5 separate regions of the Mus musculus genome follow, and regions 1, 2, 3 and 4 are each linked to region 5. Evidence: chromatin contacts called from public ChIA-PET, HiChIP or PLAC-seq and promoter capture Hi-C data. All regions are on one chromosome and are shown on one strand. Each heading gives the region's core, a stretch centred on a gene start, on an enhancer-like site or on the middle of the called end of the contact. The rest is flanking DNA. Distances are from core to core; before and after follow the strand shown. Region 1 holds the start of Sult6b2 (sulfotransferase family 6B, member 2). Region 2 has its middle 3.5 kb from the start of Gm46981. Region 3 holds the start of Abcc9 (ATP-binding cassette, sub-family C (CFTR/MRP), member 9). Region 4 overlaps St8sia1 (ST8 alpha-N-acetyl-neuraminide alpha-2,8-sialyltransferase 1). Region 5 holds the start of Golt1b (golgi transport 1B).

Region 1 (2,700 bases), core at 109-2,608, 420 kb after region 5:
CTTAGATTTATTTATTTTATTAGTGGGAGTGTTTTGCCTGCAGATGTGTGTGTGTGTGTGTATCTTGTGAGTGCCTGCTGTCTACAGAAGAGGGCATCAGATTCTCTGGGATTGAAATTGAGCAGAGTGTGTGTGTGTGTGTGTGTGTGTGTGTGTGTGTGTGTGTGTGTGTTCTCAAAACCCCTGACCTTTGTGCACTTTGCTTCTTCCCACACTGATGACCCGATCTAACTGGTGACTACACTGCATAACTGACTGGACGTGGCTGCTCGTTGTTGAACACCTTAACTGTAGCCACCGTCTCTATGTGACCACTACTAAGGAAATTGTAGCAGGCAACTGGATGTTACATAACAAACAAAATTATCATAGAACTAAGTCCAAGAAAGTACAGAGTGGCATTACTTACTCAATGACACCCATGGGTGTACAACTCTGTACGAATCGATTCTGAAGTAAAACTTTAGCAGGGAAAGTATTTACGGCTCTTATTAGTGTAGATGAAAAAAGTTATAGACAATTAAGTATGAGCTGAGCAAAGGTTGTTTAGTCATCAGGACGATCTGGGCAAGATACAATGGGAATCTATCACATAGCTATTTTGCTTATTTCATATGATATATCAACATTTGTGCACCTTCATAAATCAAATGAAGAGGAAAACTTTAGCAGAGCTTCAATCATTTCACTTGAGTCTTTTTAAAGTAAGAAATCTAAATCCTTGAAAGTCATCCCCCCACCCCCAAAAAATGTCTGAGATGGAAACAAAAACAATGTTTCCATTACTGTTGCTTCTCTGTATCTTATAGAACACTAAGTAAATGGAAACAATGTTTCTACCTCTTACTGTTGCATCTCTGTATCTTATAGAACACTAAGTAAATGGAAACAATGTTTCTACCTCTTACTGTTGCATCTCTGTATCTTATAGAACACTAAGTAAATGGAAACAATGTTTCTACCTCTTACTGTTGCATCTCTGTATCTTATAGAACACTAAGTAAATGGAAACAATGTTTCTACCTCTTACTGTTGCATCTCTGTATCTTATAGAACACTAAGTAAATGGAAACAATGTTTCTATACCTCTTACTGTTGCATCTCTGTATCTTTTAGTACATTTTAGGGGGAAACTCACCAGATTTTGGGTAGGAAACCAGAAATATGTCATCTTCTCTAGCATCAAAAGAGTCCAAGGAACCAAGGAGTTCTTCTGAAGACATGGTAGAGAAGAAGATGCCCATGTACTTATGGAGGAGACTTGGCTGACTCTGGCATGACATCTTCCACTGACCCTATTAGAGGCTGTATAGTCAGCACAGTCCCTCCACAAGCCACAGACAAACCTGGCCCTTGGTCACAACCTCAGCAGAGTGGCAGAGGAATCTTGGTATCTCCAAGCTGATATTCCATGTGTCTATATATACCTTTTGCAGCTCTCTAGAAGAATAATTTTTAAACCACAACTGAGCCAATGTCTATTATAAAAGTCATGTTATCTGAATTTTTCTGATAACACAGGTTACAAAATGTGTCCTTCCACTCAGTTCAGGCTCATTTGCATAGAAAACTACCAGGCAGCCAGGAGTAATCACTGTGTTAAGATTGTACCACTATCAAATCCTTTGTCCTAAATAGGTAAAGTCTTTAGTCACTACAATGAATTATGTCACTGAAAGTAATTAAGAAAATTGGGTTTCTACAGTATAGGAAGTAGTCAGTATTTAAAGTTTGAGGGGACACAGCAACAGGGAAATAAGAATGTCTCCAGGAATTGGGAAATACTCTTGCGACAGCCTTTATGAGCTGTAGTTTAGAAGAAATACAGTGATAGTCAGAATACCACACTAAAAAGAGATTTCCTGAGAACACATGCAAACAGGAATCTGTAGAGAGAAGGAAGTTAATTCTTATCTCACTCAATTTTAGTCTTGGTTGGTAATATTACAATATTCCAGATTCAATTAGATATAGTAAAGAAATGCTCAGTTATTTCAATGAAACTCAGTTGAAAATTTGGCTTGTCTGACAATGGAAGGAACATTAATGAAGAAATGGACAAAATTTTAATCGAGTGTCAAAAATAGAGGTTATACTGTAGGGAAAATATCTGAAGAAGAAAGATGCCCATGGCAGTAACAGAAACATATACATAGTAACAGATCATATACACAGGAGATGACAGAGAATGCACTAATAGAATAAACACATGAACGGAGGACAGCAATGAAGTGTCCTGGCTTGCTGTGTTCTAGGACAAGCCAACAGAAAGCAGAGCTTGAGGGTGGGCTGCTCACTTGGTGCAGCTACGTAGCATGTAGGAAGCCAGGAATGGATGCCCAGCCACACAGACACAATGTATAGTGGTACAGATCTACAATCCCAGCACCCAGCAGGTGGAGGCAGGAGGATTGGAAATTCAAGGTCCTTTTTAAAAATAAAACTATTGGCAGGATTAATTTTTGATAGCTAATTTTTGCATAACTACCCATTGGCTCCCTTTTAGATACTTATTTTTACGTAATTAAAATATAATTATTTTAAGTCATTTCTCCCCTCCCCCTCCTCCCTCCTACCCCTTGTAGGTCCTCCCCTCCAAAATTCACACTCTCCTCTTCTTTAACTTTGTTGTTATATATACACATAAACATAAATGAATAAATGTACAGTCAGTACTCAGTACAACATGACTCAGTACTG
Region 2 (2,741 bases), core at 29-2,528, 390 kb after region 5:
CTACAGACCAGTGCACGTACACACATGCATGCACTGACACAGATGCACATAACATTTTTAAATTAAAAAAATAAAGTAAATTCAAAGGATATGCAGAGAGCAGAGCACTTGGGGTTCCACCTTACCTCCGGAGTTGCTGAGCCCCTTCCTGGTCCCCAGCAGGGATCTCTTTCCACCCTCCACACCCTCCTCACTGCTGATAGCTGAGCACTAGCTGTGTCCCCTACTTTCTACCTGTCTTAAATATGCCCTCTTTCTTCACAGCTGGTTGCTCCATATTCATGTGTATTTTAAATGACAAAGATCAGAAGAGAAAGCCAATCTGTTTACTGTCACTATCTTGTTCCAAGCTGGTGGGTACCTTAAATTACACATGTCACCTCTTAGCCTGAAGGACACATGCCTCTGCTTGGGGGAGGGGGAGATTGCCTGTAGACAAACCTCTTGTGACTTTGTTCATTCACCCAAGGTGACTCGCTCACTTTTCATACACGTTCAGTGACTGTTTGGCTACCTAGCACTGTTGCCTTATTGCTGCAGACCATAAAATTAACCTCTATATATCTTTTCTTTTAATCCACACAGCTCTATAAAGGAAGTATTTTTCTTCCTCTATTTTATAGATGTGAAAATTGAGCGATAGACAGCTATAACTACCGGGGGTCAGACACTAGGTGGCAGCTCTAGAACATACTAAGGCAGCAGATGGGCGATTGGTAAGGCTTCTTCGGAGATGGCCCCTCAGCCAACACCAAAGCTCTTAAAACAACAATTCACTATAATTAATAATTGTGCAAATATGTGTGCTAGCCCTCCCCTGGCGTGAGAGGTGTAGAACCCGGGGCTTCGGTCTAATAGTCTGCATATTAGGAAAGCCCACTCAGTGGTCTGTGCGCACGGAGTTGCTAGAACCCTGTAGTTGAAGAAGTTGGAATAAATACAACAGGGTAGGACTCAGGCTCAGAAACTGTCCCATGCCCTCGTTCCTCAACACTCTCCCATGACAATCGTCCTCTGGTTCTCAGTCAGCCTCAGACATCGATTGCTACCAGCCCTCTCCTACAGACCCAGACCTGTTCGGAGGTGAGGTTCCCAGTGCTGACTGGCCACGTTAGTATTTCCAAGATGTATAATCCCTGGCCTTCATGACACCCTGACCCCCAAACAAACAAATCACGAGAGCATTCATGTCCATTTAGCAAAAAGCCTGATGCTCTGACAGGTAGAGAGCAAGACAGGAAAGTCGGGACAGGATGTGGCTAAGGAAATGTCACCATGCTGCTATACACGGTGCTTCCCATAATGCACTGGTGTTCTGTCATCATCTTCCTGTCTCTCTGGGGTCTGTTCCTGGAAAGGCACCTCAATTTAATGCAAGGGGATGGCTTTCCCAAACCTCGGCCATTTGCTTCACAGGAAATAGTGAGGCCTTCAAGTTCCCTTTCTTTGATTTGTGCATTTCACATTTGTTATAGCAGAAACCCATGTTCAGACAAAGCTGTGCAGAGTGGAACAGAAGAGAGACCAACGGCTAATGTGAGCACACCATGCCTTGTCTGTCCAGGGGAGTTGCAGGCAGTTCATGCCCAGCCGTAATTAGCCCTTCACTTGATTGGCACCTCTGGAGGCATACTGTGACAAGGCTTGTCACCCTCTGGCCTCAGTTTTCTTTGCGTTCGGAGTTCCCACCGGTCTTTGGAGTCTCAGGGGAAACATCACTGAAGCCTAATGAAGGCTCACAGCTCAGGAGCTGACCATGCCAAACAGGATACAATTGACCTTCATTAGGAACAAAGGAAGAAAGAAACGAGTAATATTAATAGTATCCATTTGCATAATTGCCTGATTGAAACATTTCTGTCTGGGGATGAATAAACTCACTTCTCAGTCTAGCCTATGCTACCTAGCAAGGGTTAGTTGACCACCCTCATTTATTTTAATTAAAATCCCACTTGGGCCAATTACTCAGGAATATACCCTTTCTCCCCAAAGCCTGTCTAATCATTAGAGGGCATTGTCCCACAGCTTGGCTGAATGTCCCCTCAGCGGTCAGTGACACCAATAGATGCTGGTGACAGGCGATTTAAGTAATGGAGAATGACTACAGACCACTGTTTGCTTTTCTCTATGGGAGCAAATTCTATGTAAGTTAATATAAACTGCCGAAATAAAGAGCAAATTTGAAATGAGACAAAATCACGGTTTCATAAATAAATAAATGTATACACACATATTTATCCTGTTATTGAGTGATGCAGGATTTGATCCTATTACGTTCAAAGAGTCTCCTCTTTTATCCCAAAGGTAATGGTGATAACAGCCCCAAGATTACTAAGGGTTTGTAAGCCCTCCTGGCTGACTACCACTAACGCTGAAAACTTGAAACTACTCCTGCATATGTTTCAAAGAAACTGGGGGAGGTGGAGAGAACCCAAAAACCTGCTGATATCCATTTGCCCAAATCTGTTTGTTATAGTTTTGAGATGACAGCCTTCACGCTTTGGGAAAGGAATTATCCAGATTCTCTTTATCTAAATGGAATAATAATTAGTTGTCTCTAATTAGCTTCCTAATTGGCTACTTGTGGGGCTTGCTGAATTGATGGCTCATTGGCTCCTGTGTCCTGTAGCTTTTCATCCAGAGAAGGAAGCCACGGGAGCCACTTCCATAGCCTACTCTGTGGCCTGAGAAAATTCCTCCTTGATCTGAACCTGCGCAGAGAGAGCCGGGGGCGTTAATCC
Region 3 (2,700 bases), core at 111-2,610, 320 kb after region 5:
AAAAGTGAGACTTTGGCTGTGGGGTAGCCTGCAGGACAGAACACAGAGGGAAGAGGAGTCCTCTTGTTTCCTGCGGAGAATAGCAACAGCAGCGTGCTTGGCCCTGGCCCTGCACTGTGAGACGTTCCCCAGCCCCTGGTATGCATAAAACATGGTATCCGTTCAAAACTCTAGTAATGTATCTATCAACTCTTCTGATACTTCTACAGAGGAACAAAGGTTAACTGAAGTAATTCCAAAAACTGCTAAGATATTAAAAGATATCAGGAACTAAACGCTAGTTACTTTTGCCAGCCACTTAAGACTGAGTGAGAAGCAGCCACCTCCCTGCTCACCCGGCAGCGACTGTCAGTTGTGACCCCATTGACAGTGTCAGCCAAGCTCGGGCTCTGGACACATCTAAAGCAAACATGCACGGGATAGCTTTCCTTCTTGCATGTGGAACAACTCACCCCTGAGCTACTGAGCGCTTAGGCAAAGCATCCTGAATGAGAAGCTCACCTCTGAAAGGCACCTAAGGCAGCGACGACCCACCCACGACGTGCCCAGGATGTCCACCCTCCGCCAAAGCAAATGCTGCAATCGTTTCACTGAACTTGCTCAGTGGAGACCTCACAAAATGCGTAGATGTGTCTGGCTGTCTAACTAGCTGTCTGGCTGGTTCTATACAGATCCAAGTAGGAAATTTCCTAGCAAGAAAATGACCACGGACTTGATCCATTATCGAGTCTTAGTCCATGCGTTTACCCTCCAGGGGCTATGACGTTCTGTGACACAAGAAAGACAATGCTGGGGACCCCTGCGCAGATAAGATTGTTTTTAGACACTGTAACCAACGCGGAGCAAACAAGCAAACAATAAATAAATAAATAAATAAATAAATAAATAAATAAATAAATATACCTTGGCTTTGGCTCCAGGGCTTAGTCCCCCTACTGGTGCACTTGAGCTACCAACAGCCTGCCCACCGTCTGAAGATGTAAATTTCTCCTAAAGAGCAAAGAGTAACAAATTTAGTAGAGAAAAAGCTGCTGCGTGAATTGTAAAGGGGAATGGCTAACAAAGTCTCTCTCTATATATATATCAGTGACATCTTTCCCTGTTTCCAGCCGGTTTCGGCTCCAGCCGGCAGGATTGTGTAAGTCAAACTTTGGAAACCTGATCCCACCTTCTCGCCAGCAAGTCCCCTGAATCCTAGAAATAGCGAATGCCTTTACTGACGGAATACTAGATCAAAATCAACAGCTTACAGCCAGTGACTCCTCAGAGTGGTTGGGGATCTCTCTGTAGCAAGCCGAGGAGCTCACGCACTCCATGGGACGACAAGTTTTCCTCCCGGGTCAGCAGCCGGCGAGTGGATTATTTTTAGGGTGGTGGGAGGCCAGCTGCTGCCTCCTATCGCGTTTCTCCTCCGCTGCGCTGCGCTGTGGCCTGGGGCGGACACTGCCGCGCCCTGGCAGGAAACTGCAGGCACCCCAGACGCCTGAGGCGGGGACCCTCCCCATCCAGGACCCTCTTCACCCCCACCCTCCTTGCCCGGATCATCCCTACCTGGGACCCTCCATCACTCCGGCCATTCCCATTCAGGACCACCCTCCCCCAGACCCTCCACACCACTCCCCACTCCTCCGGAGCTGCTCCTACGGGTGAGCGCAGTGAAGATGTGCCAAACTCACGCCATATGTGGATCCCCCAAGACTCCACCAGAAAGCGGAACTTGCAAAAACCGACCCCCAGACCCTCAAAGAGGAGGCTTATCAGATATGAAAACATGGAAAGTATCAGCTCTGCAGGCAGCCTTAGCTTTAGCCACCAAAAAATGATTTAAAAGTGCCATCCATTCGCCCAGCTTCGCCCCCAGCAGGACTGAGAACTGAATAGTTCATTCTAGGCAAAACAAACTGCCACCAGGCATGCTTGTCTCACTTGGATGGGCAGGCACAGGGCAGAATCTTTCAGTGACCCGGGGAATTTGCCTGCTGGTCCAGACTAATGGACCAATGGCACTTGTCTGAGCACTCCAAAATTTGAGTTTGATTTCAAGTTTCAGCATCAACAGTATTTTTTATTTGTTCATTTGTTTCATCGCTTTCACAAACAGATATAATTAACTCTTAAAATAACAAAACTTGCTTAAAACAATATCTATTGAAGGCAGACTGTGGTTGGTGTTCTTCTGAAATGCCATCATTTGGGGGAAAGATGCAGGGAGTTCAAAGCAAGAAGCAGACACATAGCAGGTTAGAAGCCAGCTACACACACACACACACACACACACACACACACACACACACACACACACACACACACACACCCGCTTTTGATATAGATATGCATGTATATGTGACACTCCACAATAACTTTTCCTCTGGTGGTAAGGGGTGAATTTTAAATTAAAAAAAAATTTTTTTTGAGGGGGTGAAGGTTAGACACCCTGGCTTGGACTCAAACTCGCAGTAATCCTCCTGGCTCAGCTTCTAGATTGTTACGATTACAGATATGAGCCATGATCACACTGGGTAATTTTTGGCCTCAGTAACTCTTGAATAAACTCTCGAGATTCCCAAGGGCCAGTTTTGAGTCCTTTGCAGTAATCAGTGTTCGTAGCAACCGTCCTGATCAGATAAAGGCTCGTCAGCCTGGCGGGCTGGTGCCTTCGAGGTTCCTCATGCTGTCCCTAAAGTTGAACTCAGCACCCCA
Region 4 (2,816 bases), core at 121-2,620, 490 kb after region 5:
GTGCCCAAGTGCTCCAGCCTAGGGCACTATTTATAGTGTCGGGGAATATGGAAACCCATAATAGTCCCTGAGAGTGAAATGAATCATTTGGCCCCTTCTAGCTGGGTCAGCAAGAACTGCCAGGTACCAGAGCTCCTTGAAGTGACTGGAACAGAACATAGTTGTTGGAGTTCTTGGGGGAAAGACCTTGTAAACACATGACTAGTCTAGGAAACAACTAGATTGAAAGGCCATGCTGGCTGAGTGGTATACAAATAACACAGACTATATCAAAGATAAAATGGAATTAGCTCACGAATATACAGTAGAAGGTTCTTGCCTAGGCATGAGGTAATAACTCAACCAGGAAAAAAAAATTCCCAAGAGTCTCTGCTTTCATTGGTAGCTGAAGGAAGCAATTAGTCTAACGTGAGATTTTATTCCCTTCATTTCTAGTAGTAAAATAAGCAGCCAGAGCTACGTAAATACTGGCAATAAATATTGGTGGTGTCTGAAGCATAATGCCTTAGTATTTGTCCACTGGGAGAAAAGAATCGCCTGCATTACCACTGCAGTGATCACCCCAATAAACGTCAGAGTGGGGTGTCTGAGGAGAGGCTGGCAGCGGAGAACATCTAACAGCTTCACTCAGGACAACATATACTTCTCTTAGTCATTCCTCAAAGGCGCATTTGGAACCAACACTTGAACCATGGTACTATCTATCATATCAGTGAGATGGAGAGCTAAGCTCGGATGCTCATGTAGGCTGGTGCGTATACTCCACCAATGTTTGCTGGGACCCCTGAGCGGTGGAGACCAAATACAAACCTTGTGCCCCTGAGACTCACACTATGCTGGAGAAAATAGAGAAGGATGAAGGAATGTGGAAAGGTAAACAGTGGAACAGACGGTGAGGTGGTCTTTGGAGAGAGACAGGGAACTGGCATGAGAGAGTCCAGAGACTTCCTGAGAGGAACTGCAAGGTCAGCAGGGTGACCAGCCACGCACATAGGAAGCCCCAAGCAGATGTGTGTAGGACTTGAGAATGTGTGGACATAGATCTGGGTAGGTCCCTGGTTGTCGTCCCTCTCCCCTCTGTGCAAAGACCCTGAGGAGGGAACATTCCTGGGATGAGATAGAGGGGCAAGAGCCTCTTTTGTCTGCAGACTACAACGATGAGTCAGCAGGACGAGGGGAGGAGGAAAGGGGAAGAGTAAAGATTCCAGTGTGGAGCTGAGTGAGCGAGCCGGGTAAGGTACCATGAAGACAGTGGGTTTTATTCCAGGATGAGAGCCAAGACTACAGAAACAGCCAGGGAGGTAGCATGATGATCCGTGCTGAAGTGTGAACAGTTCAACGATGTCTGGCCAGGGAGGAGTTTTCAGTGATATCCCGGGAGTTTAGTGACCTGAAATAGGGTGACAGAGGTGAAGAGAGCCCTCCGTTCTGGAGGGATTCCAGAGGAAGTGCCAAATAGATTTGCTGGTGTTCAGAGAGGAAGTAAGAAAAGAAAGCAGACGAAGAAAGGTCTGAGGGAAAGGTGACTTGGTCTCCAGCATAGGACCAGCTGTTTCCTGCACTACAGAAGATCACAGCAGGGGAGAGTCTGGGGGACTGATTAAAAGCCCAGTCTTGAGAAAGTCAAGTGGCTGGCTGCCAAGTGGCCTTGTCCAGTAGGTGACCGAGCAGGCAGGGAGCCGGGTCTGTGTGGAGTGAAAGGTGGAGAGAGACCAAGTATTTGGATTTAAGAGCCAAACGTCAGAACAGAACAGAGAAGAGGTCTCAGGGAGCCTAGCAAAAGGAAGGCAGTGACTGAGAAGGAGGGAAGGAAGCTGAGTGCTCCTAAAAGATGAAGGGCAATAATGCTGAACCTGCCATGGGGCTGGGCAACATGGAGGCCACGGGTGTCCTTGACCAGGAAAGGAGCAGCAGTAAGAAAATTGACCTGAGTCTGCTGATGTGGAGCTATATATACACATATCTACTCAGATATAGAATAGAATAACGAATACCAAAAGAAAAATGCTGTCAATATGTGAATACACCGTAAGGGTCTTATATAGCCCTGTCGTGATCGTTAAGCCAGGGGAGAAATTTCAGGCATCCCCCCACTAATAGTAGGATTTATACATGCAAGCTGCAAGCCCCTTAGTTGTTAAAGGGGAGACCCTGAGGGATAGAGTCATTTTGGTTGGAGGCACGACTGCAGGAATCTTCAAACCAAAAGCATGAAGAGAAGAAAACAGCAGGTAGGGAGAGGCTGTGAACACACAAGCTGGCCTCCAGTAAGGCCGGGCCTCCAACAAGGCTGTGCCTCCTAACTATCCCCAGACGGTGCCACCAACTGGAGGTGGAGTGTCCGAATGGCTGAGCCTATGGGGGCAATATCGTTTAATTCAAGAGTGAATACAAGTGACCCTTCTCCTGCTCTTTCTGGGTGGAAAGTGGAATTTCCTTTTGATGCAGCAGACAGACCAATTCATCTCCAAACCTGAAGAACAAGTCCTATCACTCACTAAACTGAAGGTGATTTGCAAAGCTGACCAGGGTCACACCTTACCGTCTTCTACACACTGCACCTCCTGGGCCTCTCTCTAGCTCTGGTAACTGAGTTCTATGTTTATTCAACAACCACTGATGAACATCTATTGTGAGCTGGAGCTGTCAGGAAAGCTGGGTCATACCCAGTTCCTACAGCTTATATCCAGCAGAATACAAACCAGGCTTTAACAAAATGGCAGACCACACAGAGTGCTGAGGCTAAAGCGTGCAGGGCTGAGGCACTGAGGAGAGGCGGGGCTCCTCACCGTAGAGAGTCCTCAAGGGACTTAGTA
Region 5 (2,700 bases), core at 73-2,572:
AATGACAATCTGTTACCATTACATAAAAACAAAATTAGAAAGCATGTTATATTTTGCTTAATTTTGTATTTTTAGTAATTATTTGGGTAGACGTGTAACCTGCCCAAAATTCCCTTGGAAGAACTTAGGTTTTCTGCCTATTTAAGTTTCAACAGTTTGCTAATTTTAAAGTCATTCGTACTCAGAACACAGGCTTTTTTTTGGGGTGGTGTTTTAGTTTTCTGTGTTAGGGGCCAAGGACCTCATTGTGTTCATGAACTGTTGTGAACAACTTTTTTGCTCAATCAATGACAATCTGTCACCATTACATAAAAGCAAAAAACAAACGTTTGAAAGTGTGTTATATATTGCTTAATTTTATATTTGCTAAACCTAAGAGTGCTCTCCAAAGACAGATTCTGCACCCGCCTATTCTCACTTGAACTGTTTCCTTTATCGAATTTGTACCCTTCCTGTGCATGGCTGTTAAGACAGATAAGCCCTGATTAAAGAGTAAGGACAAAACTAACGGACATTTAAGGATGGGTTTAAATCAAGACTCCTCCTTCCTCACGTATGAGAACATCTCCTTATCACTTCCTAGACTGATACTATTCTGCCCATGGACTCTAAGGTCCTGTATCATGGCAGAGCCTGAATCTCTTCACTTTTGTAAACAGCCTAGAAAAAAAAAAATGCCTTTTCCGGAACCTAAAAACAGGCGCTTTCTCTTCGCTTAGGAGAGATTCGGTCTAAGTTCATTTCCTGCCACTACTTCAAATATATATATATTTTTGGACTTTGCTGCCAATAACCTACCCCTTGCCTAAATTAGGCAACTTCACAGCAAAACATAGCGTAGCACGAAATATATCCAAGAACTAAGTTACAAAGAGGTCTGTCAGTCAAAAAACGTGAACCAGGTCCACTGTCATCAGTGCGGAAGGAAAACGCACGCTAACCCTGAGCGCATCCCTCCACCCCGCCGGCTCCACAGACGAGGCAGAAGCGCAAGCTGCGGCGACCAGGGCTCCTGAAAGCGATGGCAGAGACGACGCCCAGCTCCTATCCGCCCAGCAGACAGCCGCGGACCCACGCGCCGGAACCGGCACCACCACGAACCTGTCAGCCGCTCCGCGCGTAAAAACCTTCCCGCCGCCCGGCATGCAGCGCCCACCCTTCCGGATCAGCCCCCTCCACCAATCACAAGCCATTGCCTTCTCTGATTGGCTGCGTGGTGCGGCGTCCGGGTGCACATCCGAACAAGAGCGCGTGCTATTGGTCTCGCTGCAGCCAATGGAGCGCGGCCTTGCGGCCCGGCGGCGGCGGCTGCGTGTTTCCGGAAGACGTGGCGGCTCGGGCCCGGGCGGCGTCGCCGAGGCTCTTCTCCGGACCAGGCTTCGCAGCGTGGGCCCCGAAGCACCGCGGTCCTCGCCGCCGCCACCATGATCTCCCTCACGGATACGCAGAGTAAGCGCTGCCGGGCCCCAGCGTTGGCCGGTGCTCCCGCCTCAGCCTCTGCTCCGCCCCGCAATGAATGGAGCGAGCGCGCGTGGGGCGGCGGCCCGCGGGAGGGAGGGGGCCGTGACGGGAGGACCGCCGACCTGCCTCGGCCCAAGTGCCGCCGCCGCCTTCGCCCCGGTGGCACCCGTGCTCTGTCCCACGGAACAGCCGTCGGACCAAGTTTCCGGGGTGGCGGGAATGGGACTGTCCGCCCGCGCGGAGCGCCTGCAAGGCTGGGGTGGGCTGGGGGCGTAGAGAGCCGTGATCAGACTCCACTGTTACCTACCTACCCAAAATTCCCTTAACAAGGACTTCGGTTTTCCGCTCGTTTAAGTTTCAACCAAGTTTACTAATGTTAAAAAGTCACTTTGTGCTCTGAGCATTGACTTCGATGGTTTAGATTTCTGGGTTAGGAGCCAGGATCACACTGTAGGTTAACGAGGCTGGCCTTGCGCTCATTGTGTCAGTGCTAGCCTTCCCACTTGTAATCCTGCCCCGGTCTCTAAAGTTATGAGATTACAAGCATGAAGGACTCTGCCTGTCTGTACTGGGAAAGGATTTCTTTATTAGTGTTGTATTCTGTACTTCGTGGCGTGTTCTATTTTAGCATCCTGTTTCTGCCTATCTCATCATTCTGACCAGCTTTGCAGTCTTCAGTCTTGCCTTTTTTTTTTTTTTTGTAGCCCCAGAGATTAGAGCATCTCAGCCAAATGTTTCTGCAGACTAGCAGAGCGTTATCCCTATCTCCATCGTTTTCTCTGTGACTTCATTTTTCTATGTTTTCTTATCAATCTTAATTATTTTTCTATTTATAAATTCTACCCAAGCTGGTTACTTTTTAAAGATATCTTTATGGGTATGACCTCTTTTTGCCTCACTTTTGCTCATTACCATGAACTTTGTTTCTTCAAACTATATTCACCTTAGCTTTTCAAGATTCTAACATCCCACTGAAGTGAAACAAAAACCTTCCTTGAAGTTATTCTCAAGTGGAGTTTGAAGATTTAGATTCAAGTTGTGGCACACTGGAGTGTCACAGGTGCTTTATGAGTCCCTCCACACCCTGGCAGTCCCCTCTGTCTTACTGTGGACTGCACAGCTACCTTCTCTAGCCCAGGGGTGTTGTCTATTGGTCCAGTCAGGCTCCTTTGGTTCTAGTCAGAAATAAAAGTGTCCCTTTTTTCCCTACTGTCACTAAGTCTTGTGAACCTGTTTCAG

What was found. Promoter capture Hi-C pulls out the DNA fragments that hold promoters and counts their contacts. ChIA-PET counts read pairs in DNA pulled down with a chosen protein or histone mark. HiChIP or PLAC-seq counts read pairs in DNA pulled down with a chosen protein or histone mark.
Region 1: a contact with region 5 is called in an H3K27ac HiChIP or PLAC-seq map of embryonic stem cells, with 4 times the contacts expected there. The contact joins the promoter of Sult6b2 here to the promoter of Golt1b in region 5. A contact is called at or near these places in 8 of 39 promoter capture datasets (the 3T3-L1 cell line, 3T3-L1-derived adipocytes, embryonic stem cells and 3 more), 1 of 484 Hi-C or Micro-C datasets (the G1E-ER4 cell line), 6 of 115 datasets of contacts at active chromatin or transcription factors (bone marrow-derived macrophages and embryonic stem cells) and 2 of 9 other capture datasets (adipose tissue and liver).
Region 2: a contact with region 5 is called in an RNA polymerase II ChIA-PET map of memory CD8 T cells, with 58 read pairs. The contact joins the enhancer-like site here to the promoter of Golt1b in region 5. A contact is called at or near these places in 14 of 39 promoter capture datasets (the 3T3-L1 cell line, 3T3-L1-derived adipocytes, the C10 cell line and 9 more), 8 of 115 datasets of contacts at active chromatin or transcription factors (bone marrow-derived macrophages, embryonic brain, embryonic stem cells and 4 more) and 2 of 9 other capture datasets (adipose tissue and macrophages).
Region 3: a promoter capture Hi-C map of liver shows a contact between it and region 5, with 4 times the contacts expected there. The contact joins the promoter of Abcc9 here to the promoter of Golt1b in region 5. A contact is called at or near these places in 7 of 39 promoter capture datasets (embryonic stem cells, hematopoietic stem and progenitor cells, hippocampal neurons and 3 more), 7 of 115 datasets of contacts at active chromatin or transcription factors (bone marrow-derived macrophages, embryonic hindbrain, embryonic stem cells and 1 more) and 2 of 9 other capture datasets (liver and pancreatic islet).
Region 4: an H3K4me3 HiChIP or PLAC-seq map of bone marrow-derived macrophages shows a contact between it and region 5, with 3 times the contacts expected there. The contact joins the enhancer-like site here to the promoter of Golt1b in region 5. A contact is called at or near these places in 1 of 115 datasets of contacts at active chromatin or transcription factors (bone marrow-derived macrophages) and 1 of 9 other capture datasets (adipose tissue).

Annotation. Positions count from the first base shown.
Region 1 is chr6:142,803,108-142,805,807 of GRCm38.p6, forward strand. It overlaps Sult6b2 (sulfotransferase family 6B, member 2), which reads right to left and starts at 1,359. Exons shown (of 6, transcript NM_001145390.1): 1 at 1,139-1,359. The coding sequence starts at 1,283.
Region 2 is chr6:142,778,858-142,781,598 of GRCm38.p6, forward strand. No RefSeq gene overlaps it. Among named protein-coding and RNA genes, the nearest start is that of Gm46981, 3.5 kb to the right of the region's middle. Within about 2 kb of position 1,279, at least 69 of the 459 cell types and tissues checked have an H3K27ac peak or open chromatin away from gene starts, as enhancers often do. A contact at or near this core is called in embryonic brain, embryonic stem cells, erythroid cells and 3 more, where this site is marked.
Region 3 is chr6:142,700,914-142,703,613 of GRCm38.p6, forward strand. It overlaps Abcc9 (ATP-binding cassette, sub-family C (CFTR/MRP), member 9), which reads right to left and starts at 1,361. Exons shown (of 40, transcript NM_011511.2): 1 at 1,251-1,361; 2 at 904-990.
Region 4 is chr6:142,877,916-142,880,731 of GRCm38.p6, forward strand. All of the region lies in intron 2 of St8sia1 (ST8 alpha-N-acetyl-neuraminide alpha-2,8-sialyltransferase 1), which reads right to left. Among named protein-coding and RNA genes, the nearest start is that of Gm7457, 65 kb to the left of the region's middle. Within about 2 kb of position 1,371, at least 65 of the 459 cell types and tissues checked have an H3K27ac peak or open chromatin away from gene starts, as enhancers often do. A contact at or near this core is called in bone marrow-derived macrophages, where this site is marked.
Region 5 is chr6:142,385,921-142,388,620 of GRCm38.p6, forward strand. Golt1b (golgi transport 1B) reads left to right here and starts at 1,323. Exons shown (of 5, transcript NM_025872.4): 1 at 1,323-1,449. The coding sequence starts at 1,425. It overlaps Recql (RecQ protein-like), which reads right to left and starts at 1,167. Exons shown (of 15, transcript NM_023042.3): 1 at 1,102-1,167.